Linked DNA regions of Mus musculus: region 2 is linked to region 1. Evidence: chromatin contacts called from public Hi-C data. All regions are on one chromosome and are shown on one strand. Each heading gives the region's core, a stretch centred on a gene start, on an enhancer-like site or on the middle of the called end of the contact. The rest is flanking DNA. Distances are from core to core; before and after follow the strand shown. Region 1 overlaps Zfhx3 (zinc finger homeobox 3). Region 2 overlaps Gm39246 (a long non-coding RNA gene).

Region 1 (6,068 bases), core at 2,221-4,720:
CACAGACAGACAGGCACGCACACGCGCACACACACACACACACACACACACACACACACACACACACACACACAGATACACATATATACAAACACACACACACACAGATACATATATATACAAACACACACAAACATGCATGTGCACACACACACACATATATACAAACACACACACAAACATGCATGCGCACACACACAGATACACATATACAAACACACACAAACATGCATGTGCACACACACAAACATGTATGTGCATACACACACAGATACACATATATACAAACACACAAACATGCATGTGCACACACACAGATACACATATATACAAACACACACAAACATGCATGTGCACACACACAGATACACATATATAAACACACACAAACATACATGCACACACACAGATACACATATATACAAACACACACAAACATGCATGTGCACACACACAGATACACATATATACAAACACACACAAACATGCATGTGCACACACACAGATACACATATATACAAACACACACAAACATGCATGTGCACACACACACAGATACACATATACAAACACACAAACATGCATATGCACACTCACAGATACACATATACAAACACACACAAACATGCATGCACACACACAAAGTTTTAAAGGAGGCAGAAGTTACTTTTCTAAATAATGAAAACCTGGAAGGTTGGGGGTGCGGTTAATCACTGTTAAGTCATCAGATTGTCAGCTCTGCAGAGGAAAAGAAAGGCATGCACAGATCAGTATCTGACAGAATGGGAAAGGCTGGATGACACTGCCCCAGTGGGAACAGCTAGCATGGACCTGTGTTCCATTGGTTCAAAACAGAAATTACATTTTCTAGTAGTGTCAGCCCTTCTTACCTTAAATTTTCCCAGCATGATAGAGCTCAGCACCCCATTGCCTGTGGCTGCTTCTGTGGTAATTTATAGGCAGTTAAAGCGATATTTAAAATTCTTCAAAGGGATTGTTTCTCACTCTGGGTGACAGGGAAAGGAGGGGCCACGTGTGGAGGCCACCAGGCCTCTGCAGGCACTGTTGGTACAGCTGAGGAGCTAGAAGCCTGGAAGAGGAAAATGTAGATGGGGAGGGGCTGGGGTTTTGTCCTGCCCCATGTGACTTCTCTGATACTACATTGTTGTCATAGAAATACAAACCAGGGCTCGCCCACTCGCCCTTTGCCCATTTCCACCCCCTCAGAGTAGAATTGAGGGACCTGTTCTGCCTTGTAGGCATGAGCATAATGCTGGGTTGGTTGGCTGGGCCAAGTTTGTTTCTTCAGGTTGGGTGTTTGTGGATTAGTGTAAGATGCCCTTTTGTGGGTCCCTACCGGGAAGGGGGAAAAAAAAAACACCTCAGAGAGGTGGAAGTTTGACCCTCTTTTGGGAGGAGAGCAGGGAGGATGGGGAGGAGTCTTGGGGCTGACCTAGAGTCTAGGGAGAGGCCTGGGAGTGCCCACTGTGGTCAGTGCGGCTGTCTGCCAGCACAGAGGGCACAGGACCTGACAGGACGTTAGCTAAGCCTAGCAATCCAGCCTAGTCTCCTACAAGCTCCTTGTTTAGATTAGCCTGGAACCACACAGGAGGCCTGGCAGGCTCTTCCTTCCCGAGGAAAGCTAGGCCAGCTCCCTCCGTGTCACCCAGGTTGCAGCAACTCAAGCGTAAACTGGGTGGCCCGGTCCAAGTCTCTCCTCCTCTGTGTGCAAATTGGACACGACTAACCTTGCCATATTTAGCGCAGTGCTAACGGCCGACCGCTCGCCTCCAAGGGGTAATCATGCAGGCACAAATTCGGGAAGCCGCTAAGCCTATGAGCAGTCTTATGAGCATTAAAAGTGTCCTCTTGGCCAGAAAGGTCGTTCATAACTTGGCTACCCTGCTGATGTACAGTCAGTGATATTGATTGATTAATGTATGAAAGCCCTAGATCCATTTGCTTCTATGAAAAAGAACGAAGCGCCGTCGACTCTCTATTTTCACCTCATCCCTTTGTTTGAAGGACACTTCCCCCCTTCTTTTTGTCTCGCCGGCTGTGTTTAAGGGGGTTTCAGAAAGCCAGTTTCTGCCAAGTAATGCGTTCACAAAAGGAACATTGATTCGAATCAGTGTCGCTCCAGCTACCCAGAAAGGTCTGCCAAGGAGTTGCTCTCGTATTAACCTTCTGTCCGTGAAGGAAGGAAGGATAAACAAGGCCTGGAGTCAGCTTCGTAGGGTTTGAATTTGGGTTCTGGACTTGATCTAAAATGATTTCTTCCATGTCTGATCCTGGTGTTGGTCAGTCTCGCCGTAGGAGTTTAGGGGCTAGGGGGAGCATTAAGTGAAGTTACCCCAACCCCCACCACATTCCACATCCAAGACAGGATGGTAGCAAAACTTTCCTCTGCCTTTGGCAACTTCCAAAGATTTTTTTTTTCTTTTACTGTTTACTTTTTAAAAAAATCCTATTATCCAGATTACCTAAAGAACTAGCTTGTCCATGAAAAGTCAAAATGGGGTTGTTGGTCTGTAAAGGCCTAAAATGTCATTGGGCTAGCCTGGTGTTTTGGATAAGCACGTCTTGGCAGCTGATGAGCAGTCGCTAAAGTTTTCTTTCTCTAGCTTTGTCAGAAATGACTAAGAAGTTGGCCAAGTGCGGGGCGTGCCTATCAGGCCATTTAGTCAGCTTTGGCTGGCCATCTTTTCTCTCTGGTGTTGGACCAAGAGTGGAAGTGTGTTTCCAGCAGGCTGGGGAGTCTAGGTGGAGAGGGGCACCATCCATGCGCGCCTGAGGAGGTGCATTCTGCATCTTCGCCTGCAGGTGTCAGCGTGGAGTTCTCCCTTCTGGCAGGCCCAGAGGGAAAAGCCGGTGACTGGATTCTTTTTTGATGGGCGATAGAAAGTGAAAGCTAGCCAGTCTGCCCGGCTGCTTTCTGTGAGCCAAACCTCACTCACCCAGCAAAGTGTACATCACAGGGGACGAAGATGGCCCCAGCTGTTCATTTAGTACAGCCCGGCAAAGAGTGACCACCTTCCTGTCCCTACTATGTGTCTCAGAGCAGAAACCAGTTACCCATGGGGTCCCAGCTTCCTGAGTATTATGGGAGATTGGGGCAGGAGCCATAGTACAGCTTCCCCTACGCTTGGGACTCATAAGACATCTGGGCCTTCCCAGGGATTGTGAACCTGAACTCCACCCAGATGCCTGGGCAGCTCCCCTTCCAAGGGGCATAAAAGCATCAGGGTGGGGCTTGCAGGTGAATTAGACATCTGTAGGGATGTGTGCTCTGCAAGTCCCCCCTCGTTAAAAGACGCTGTGGTATAAGCTAGCTGCATGTGGCCCCGGTGTCAGTGGAGACGTACTACTTTTACCCTGGTAACCGGAAGCTGCTCACCACCACCCACCCACCCCCACCCCGAAGCCGCCGGGTTTTGTAGGACCCTTTGAATAGTCCCTCCTGCTCAGCTATGAGCAGCGGTGCAGTGCTGCTGACTTTTGTGGTCTGACTGAAGTGCAGGTGCTGTGCCAGGCCTGCCAGCTTTCTCTTGTTTGCACAGCAAAGGCATGGCAGCCGGGCACCGCTTCTGGCGTGAGTTGCCCATACACGGTCGCATCAGTGTCTTTGCCTTCAGAGAAGCCAAAGTTGTGCTGCTGGAGTGCTGGCCCATACAGGGAGCCAAAGTGACTTCATGACATCGTTTAATTAACACCACGGCTTTCTGATAGCAGTCTAAACATGGAGCCTTTTGGTAACAGCGGGCGACTGACCTCTGACTTCTGATGAGTCCTGATATGTTTTTTTTCTAGGGCTTTCCCCCTGTTTGTTTGTTTGTTTGTTTGTTTATTAGTTTTCTAATAGTTTTCAACAGGTAAAAAGCAAAATCCTAAACATGCCTGTGATCCTAGGAGCTGAGAGGTATAAACTGGGGAATCCAGAGTCCATGGACCGCCTCAGCTACAGATGGGGTTCTGGGCTAGCCTGGACTCTGCAAGACAGCCACAACAAATTAGCAGTTAAGTTCCTCCTGTGGGGAAAGGTGGCACTTGTGACCAAACGAAGGAGATGCTCCCTCCGTTCTCCAGTCCGAGGCCAGCATGAACTGGGCTGCGATTGCCGTCCCTGTCTCCTATCACAGTGAGAAAAATCTGCCAGCCCTCTTTGAACTTGCTGGTGTAATCAGAGAGCTATGGTGCACCGAACCCCCGACACCCCCAGTTTCTCTGGCTGGAGCTCTGGGCTCCATATTCCTCTTGCCTGAACTCAAACAGACTTTAAGGCTTGCTTTCTCAAAGGGAAACCTTCCCTTGGTTTCCAGACCAGCCTTGGAACCTGTAATTCCCTCCTCCCTCTCTCTCTCTCTCTCTCTCTCTCTCTCTCTCTCTCTCTCTCTCTCTCTCTGCAGAATAAATTACAATTTGCCTGATTTTATTAAAGGCTTCATCTCCCTGCCGTCTTCCCTATCTCCAGAGTGTTTCTTCCTCAGTGGCCTGCTCTTCCTTCTCTAATGGACCTCAGCCCCACGCCTCCTTATTACAGACCGGCAGCGGCACATGTAATGCGTTTACCAGAGCTCTCACGCACACAGCGCCATTTCGCACGCATGCACGCATGCATGCACTCCAGTGTTGGGGGATCCTGATGGCGGAAGGTGTGGAAATCTGTCACCTGATCTCATTTTCTCCATTGTCAGATGTGCCGGGTATAACTGATGTTGAGGTTGGAGCATTTTGCCATCCATCTGCCATTAACCCAGCCTCCTGGAGTGGAGCTGACCACAGCATGGAATATATTTTGGGGGAAGGGGAGAGATTGAAGATGGAGAATTGCGGCATAAATCTCTCCCCGTGGCCCAGCCCTTTCTCTGTATAATTGGAACCCATTTATCTGGGCAGACCGGAGAGAATTTTGCAGTCTCCCCATTGCCCTCAAAGAGACCGATGGGTATTTGTTGCTTGAATTTAGAATGGTTTTTCCATTTGAACTTCCCCCCTCCCTCCTAAATTTGTGTTTTAATTTCTATTTCCTAGACTGATTCTCTCCCCCCCCCCCCCCACACACACACTCTGACACTAATTATACCAGCCGCATTGGGAGCTCTCACTGCTGGGAGGTACCTAGCTAAGTGTTAAGAAGGGTTTTAAAAACAGGCTGAACTCTTTCTTAATGAGGCTCCATCGGGTTCTCCTCCGGGTGGTTTTGTTTTGCTGATCTGTCAGTTTTTCAAGGATTTAATTGCACTTTTTTTTCCCCCTGTATTAGTCTTCGAGATTGGCCTATACAATCTAGCTATAAAGTACTTTTTTAAAAAGGCAAAAGTTAATAGTTTTATCCCTCACCTCCTTTTATTTTATTCTTTGCTTTGATTACTCCGAGGTCCTCATGAGAGTCGCTCTGGGGATCCAGCTGTAGCGAATCGTTTAGGGTGGGGACAGCACTTGGGTCCATAGAAGTCCTGGTTGGATTTATAGGCCAGCAGGCCATCTCCAAAGATCTTTAAGCCTCCCTTTCTATAGACAAAGACAACTTGGCAGCAGCCTCCTCTTTGGGATTTGTTGTCAGTCAGAGACCGGGGCACGAAAAGCTGCTTTTTCTGGTATGGAACTGATTGGCTCCGTCAGGTGGCACCAGCCCGGCTAAGCTAACATCTTGAGTTCTCCAACATGGCAGCTAAAAAAGGCTCCCAGAGACAGAAGGCAGAAGTTGTCAAACAGAGGAAGGGAGACACAGCAAGGCCATATCCTTTATGCTATTATCTTTATGGCTTGGGGGTGGGAGGGGGATCATGCTTGAAGCAATCAGCATGAAATTCCTAATTGCTTCGCTTACCTCTGCTCTCCTCGCGGGACAGATTGTGCAAATGCAAGCGCTGCCAGGCCCCTCGTGTTAGCACACTGTCCTCGCTGTGCACACTATTTTTAACTAGTGCTTTGTTTCCACAAAGATACACAAAGCTTTTTCTTTATTTCTTTGTGCTTTCCCCCCCTCCGTCTACCGGAGGATGCTAAGAAACAGCAGAAGCAGTGAAGAACGGCTTCAGCCATATAGGCTGACAACAGCTAGACTT
Region 2 (5,772 bases), core at 1,865-4,364, 580 kb after region 1:
ACTGGACAGAAGTTGGGTTACCTCCCCTCACTGAGAAGAATCCACACCAAACTCAGGAACCCATCTCTTATGTGGACTCACAGCTGATTCAGTTCAAACCAGGACTCTAGCAAACTGGGCTGAAAAAGAGCCTCCTTGAGCTGAGTCCCCCAGAAGGCACCCTGGCCATCAGCCTGTTTAGTAAGGTCAAGGGCCATGAGACAGCACTGGCCTAGGTGGTACACTTTTTGAGAGTTCATGCTAGCCCAATCCATAAAATACACTCCACGGACATCCCAGGGTAGACTGTATAGATCAACTAAGATAACAGTTAGAAAAGTCCTTTGCAAAGCTATAAGAATTGTAATGGTGTTATTCCTTGACTCTAGACTAATGAACATAATAAAATTGCAATGGCCAGTATTAGCATAATAGCAGAGACTGCCTTCCCCTTAATGACATCCACCAGGCACACAAAGCCCTGGCTTTCTCCTCACATCCTGTCTCTCTTCTTTTGGAGACCCGGAGGCTCAGTCTTTTCCTGGGTGTGTTCCTCTAGAAGACTATCCTGTCAAAAGAAACATTGATTAAACACAGATTAAACCACCTCCCAGAACTTTCCAAGGTGCTGGATCACTGAACAGCTCTGGTCAGAGGATCATGAGGGTTTTAGACTAGTAAGAATGGAAACCAGGTTCCTTTAAATAGCAAGCCTCTGTTGCTTAGAAAACATACTCTCGCCTGACAGTGGTTGCAACACACCTTTAATTCCCAGCGCTTGGGAGGCAGAGACTTGGATCTAGGTGTCCAAGACCAGCTTCATTTACAAAGCAAGTTCCAGCAAGGCCAAGGTTATCAAGAGAAACCCTGTCTCAAGAAAACAACAACAACACCAACAACAAAAATAAAACAAAAGTAAAATAATACTCTAAAAAGAAAAAAAAAATACTCAACTTTGTGACTAGAGGCAATTACCAGTTTAAAAACAAAACAACAACAATAAAAACTACCTTTCCTCACAGCCCAGCAGGTAGGAGCTAGCAAGCTGGCTCCTACCTACAAGGGAACCTTGGAACCCTGCTCTGTACATAGGCAAGTGTGGGGCCAGGCTGTTTGACAAGGACCTTCTAGGGACTCCCCCACAGCAGGGCTGGCAGAGAGCCATGCTTAGCGTGTGGTTTTTCTCTTTCTGAATCCAAACATTGTGCCACTGACACCAAATTCATCACGTGACTTCTCTTCTCTCTGGCTGCTTCTCTCCCCATCTACCCCATGAAGATTTCCATAGTTACCAAGTTCTTTATGTAGAGCCAGAACCCCTGACAGCCACCTATCCTAATTCCACAGGGCCATTATGCCTCCCCTGGGCTTGCATCACATTCCCTGTCCCACCACAGTGTTAGAACAATGGTCAGGTACTGGCTGAGAAAGGCATTTGCAATGATGTCTTCCTCAGCCATTTAGAGACACCCACCCACTAATGCAAGCCACCACAGAAACTACCTTTTTTTTTCCTCCCCCCCCCCAAAAAAAAAAAGATATCCAATAATTTCCCTATTTTTAAGGTTCCTTTTGCGTGACCTTCAACATGGACTCTCTGAGAGCTGGACTCTACCTAGACTCCATTTAGTTATTCCAGCAGGTTTTACATCTTTTTTAAAGTAGCATCCATAAAAGAGGAAGGTCACTGGAGGGCTAGGGCCATGCAAAGACTGTCAGCTAGGAGGACTCCGCCTCCTGCCTCTGAACACAGACAGACTGCTGACAACACCTGAACCAAGGGGCCAGAGGTGACCTTGGGCTGGAAACAAAGGACTAAACCCGGAAGAACGATTTCCCCCGTCCCTGCAGCAAGACGGGCAACTCACCCTAGGCTGCCCAAGAGCACGGAAAACAAAGGCTCATTTGGCATCTCTGATACCATCTTTGGAAGTGAATAAGACAAATAGCTTAAAAGGGGAGGAGGGATCGATGACACGGCTAACTTGAGACTGTCCGTATGAGACACTCTGATTTATCAGCCTTCATGGAAGCTGATAAGCTCTCGAAATGAGTGTTCTGTGATAGGCGGCTGTACCTCCTGGGCGTCTGGGCTGCTCCCCTGGTTGGGGGGCCGGGAGGGAGGTGACTGTGATGGAGACTGAAAACTCACCCTTTGATTCCATTATTCACTGACCCCATGGGCTTTGCCTCATTATGATGGGGCTGTTAATTGTGCTATTCCAAAGCACAGTCAAAAGCTGACAGAAATTGTATTTCACAACAGGTTTAGGGGAAAGGGGTGGGGGTGGGGTGGGGCGACTATTGCTGTCTTTTTTTTTTTTATTGGTATTATTATAAAGGCTGTGTTTCTTGCATTAGCAGCCAGAGTCAGAGAAAACCGCACGGCCACGTGGGAAGGAGAAGGGCAGTTCTCCCCAGGGCAGGGGGATGTGCGGGATCCAGCAGGCAGAGGGAAGCTATTATTGCAGATAAGAATAAGAAAATGGAGCTGTAAAGTGGGCGAGTAGCCGGGTTGAATATTGGTGTTGAACAGCGTCTGAGCGCCGGCTGGCACTGCCTGAGTAAGATTAAAATCTGCAGGGAAATTTTGTTCCTTGGCACTGGCAGAAATTAGGAATAAATTCAATTGCATTCTGCACAATAGCTGGAAGCGATTGAGGTTAAGTGGCCTCGCTCTCTGATGTGTTAGTATTACTGAGCGCTCTCCGCTCACGTGACTCTGCTCTTGGAACAGGTCGCCATGGCAACTGATGATTTCTATTACAGTACATTCAAGTTCACATTCTAGGCCTGTCATACACTTGGAAATTTCCAGTTAAAATATTTATTTATGAAAAAGGCAAAAGAAAAAAAAAAGAAATGAAATGAAGGAAGAGAAGGAAAAGAAAGGAAAAGCCCCCGTCAGACTCTTGCAAGGGTGGAAAACAAGTCACCTCTGATGCAGAATGATTCGTCTGTAAACAAGGAGAGAGTGTTCTATTTTCTCTTAGCTATTGCCACCAAACAAAACATTTCCCATGGGGGGATGGGCCAACTTTGTTGGGGAGAGGGGCAAGTTAGCATCATACCTACCTAGGTCTGGTGTGCAGGTGTGTGTGTTGTGGAGCCGAGGCAGAGCGACCAAGGCAGTCTGGAAAAGCCACAGCTCTGAGTTTCCACCCCACTCTCAGAGACACATGGTTCTGATTTCTGCTGCCCACTAAGCCTCTGCACTTCATCTTACTCAATGCTCAGCAGCAAAAGAGCTGCTGTCACCTCTCAGCCATAACCACGAGGCAGAGAGATTTCTTGTCATGGGTCAATTCTGTGGGGGTCCCCAAAGGTCCTCAAAGCTGACCCCAATAGAGGAGGAGGCAGCCTGGGGCGTAACATGGAAGACTGCTCTCTCATGGAAGCCATAACCCTGCTCCATAATGATGCTTTCTGTGACTTGTACTTCCACTGGGCACTTCCAAAAAGACCCCGGGGACAGCCCTTGCCCATCCCTACCCGTCTACTAACCTAGGAAGGGTTATACATGTCCACTGGCTTGCCCCTGGAAAAAGGCAAGCTAAGGGTTAAACTAAACCTTTCCTGGGAGAGAAGTCATTATTTCCTGGCCAAGAATTATGCAGGGATGGCTTGCTAACAAGGCCTCCTAGCTTTGTGTATGTTTTCCCCTTAGTCAGGCATATTAAATATGTTAATAAAAGATTCCCCAAAGCTTTCTCTATCAGAAGCTTCCAGGTGGCTGCAGTGACCCTGGGTGCCCAATTACCTGGTGAGGTCACCCCATGACTCACAGATGGAGCTCTCTCTCTCAATCTCTCTCTCTCTCTCTCTCTCTCTCTCTCAAAATCTCCACACTCTCTTTTTGCTCGTGGCTTCTGCTAAGCCTGGTTACAATCGCATGCAGCTCTGTGGCCAGAACCCATTATGTAAAGCAAGGCAGTGTCTCCTGCCCTTGCCTAGCTGTGAGAGCCATAGGCTACTACTAGTGTAAAATATGGATCGCTAGTGTGTCTCAGACCAGCAGAGTCAGAATCTCCAGGTGATTCTGCATCCTTAAAACCAACTAAATTTGGCAAGTGCTGCCCGTAGACCATCGAGCAGGCTAGTGATACTATGGCTGTCTGTGGGTATGTGTGTGCACGGACACATACCTACGCAAGTGTCCAGGTGTGCCAAAGAACAATGGCAGGCATCTCAGTTGGTCTCCAAACAGTTTTGGTTTTTTGGTTTTTTGGTTTTTGTTTTTGTTTTTGTTTTGAGATAGAATCTCTCTAGGAAACTGGAGCTCACCTATCTAGATAGACTGGCTGGGTAGCAGGCTCCCAGGACCATGCTGTCTGTCTCTGCCTCCCTGGTGTTGGAATTACAGACACATACCACCGTGCCTGATGTTTACAGAGATGCTGTGGAGTCAAGCATGGGCTTTCATACTTGCGCAGCAAATACTTTACTGATTGAGCCACTGCCCCAACCCAAAGCTTTCTTTAAAAAGGAATTATACTGACATCCTAATGTCTCCCTGTGAGATACTGAGCCAGAAGTCTTATGGGGAACTCCGACCTGCTATTCATGAAGAATAGGGGCAAGACAAACTAGAACAGTAGTTTTAAAGAATGTAAAGATTGGGCTAGTAGCTATAGAGATTCCTTAATGGAAGCATGAATGAATTTGGCCCGGCTAATACGAACACATTTTCTATACCACCAAGGAGTTATTTCCTGTATAAGAAAAGAAATTCTTCTTAAAGCACAGATCCATCAATGTGTCGATGCAGCTGCTCTAAGCAGAGTGTGTGCATGGATGGCTGTCACCGATGGGCATGAGGTGAAGTGTAAGGTTAAAGTTTTAGTCCCACTCAGCAGCTTTCCTATGAGGAATTGCAAGACAGGTGTTATGCTTGCAGATTGCTGACTGCAAGTGCAAAGTAAGGCGGCAGCATCAAAGATGCCAGCACTGAAGCCAGAAGCCTGGCCAGGGACCTTCCTGTTCTGTATTCAGCAGAGATGATGGGAAGCTCAGCAGATGAGCAGTCCAGGTACCCTGTGCTCTGTCTCCGTGTTCTCTTACACAAGCGATGCTTGAACATGCTTCTTCTTGGGGGAGTCTAGACAGAGCCTGCGGTGTCAATATCCCTTGTGTTGATCTTTCTCCCATATCCAGAAGCAAAGGGTAAAGATACTGTTGAACTTTCAATGTTCTGTCCATCCAGAAGTATGGGGTGAGTGATAAACACTTGCAGAGTCTGTTTCTGAGTCAATCCAAGGGTTTTCAAAAATTCTTTCTCCTGTGCTTTCTCCCCAGTCTTTCTCTTTCCTTCTGTCTGTCTGTCTGTCTGTATCTGTATCTGTCTGTCTGTCTGTCTGTCTGTCTGTCTCTCTCTCTCTCTCTCTCTCTCTCTCTCTCTCTCTCTCTCACACACACACACACACACACACACACACACATCCACGAGCTCTAAGGGAGAGGTGGAGACTGATTTAGTATGGTCTTCTAGAGGCCTGAATCCCCTTATCTGGAGATGAGTAGAATTCTGGAATGGAGTACAGACTTGACATCCATACCCAGCCAGAGAAAGGTAGAACCCCCCAGCCGCCGGCTCTGACCAAGCGTAGCCCCACTGCAGCCTTTCTGTGGGGCTGCAGCATCACCTAGTGATGCTCCGGTTTAAGTACAAGCTCTCTTCCTGGGAACTGTCCAATTTCATCAAACTGTAGTAAGATGAATTAGACACATTAATGAATGAGGGTAATGGTAAACATAATCCCAAACTGGAGGTGACCCCTAATTCCATTTTTATTT

The links. A called contact is a pair of places that touch in the nucleus more often than the background predicts.
Region 2: a Hi-C map of cerebral cortex shows a contact between it and region 1, with 3 times the contacts expected there. The contact joins two enhancer-like sites. A contact is called at or near these places in 1 of 15 datasets of contacts at CTCF or cohesin (hippocampal excitatory neurons), 4 of 484 Hi-C or Micro-C datasets (the N1E-115 cell line, cerebral cortex, embryonic stem cells and 1 more) and 1 of 115 datasets of contacts at active chromatin or transcription factors (astrocytes).

What each region holds. Positions count from the first base shown.
Region 1 is chr8:108,883,976-108,890,043 of GRCm38.p6, forward strand. The region is part of intron 4 of Zfhx3 (zinc finger homeobox 3); the gene reads left to right. Among named protein-coding and RNA genes, the nearest start is that of Mir3108, 50 kb to the right of the region's middle. Within about 2 kb of position 3,471, at least 175 of the 459 cell types and tissues checked have an H3K27ac peak or open chromatin away from gene starts, as enhancers often do. A contact at or near this core is called in the N1E-115 cell line and cerebral cortex, where this site is marked.
Region 2 is chr8:109,462,112-109,467,883 of GRCm38.p6, forward strand. It overlaps Gm39246 (a long non-coding RNA gene), which reads right to left. Exons shown (of 2, transcript XR_879182.3): 2 at 5,749-5,772. It also overlaps a transcript of Pmfbp1 not described here. Among named protein-coding and RNA genes, the nearest start is that of Gm35145, 3.8 kb to the left of the region's middle. Within about 2 kb of position 3,115, at least 72 of the 459 cell types and tissues checked have an H3K27ac peak or open chromatin away from gene starts, as enhancers often do. A contact at or near this core is called in the N1E-115 cell line and cerebral cortex, where this site is marked.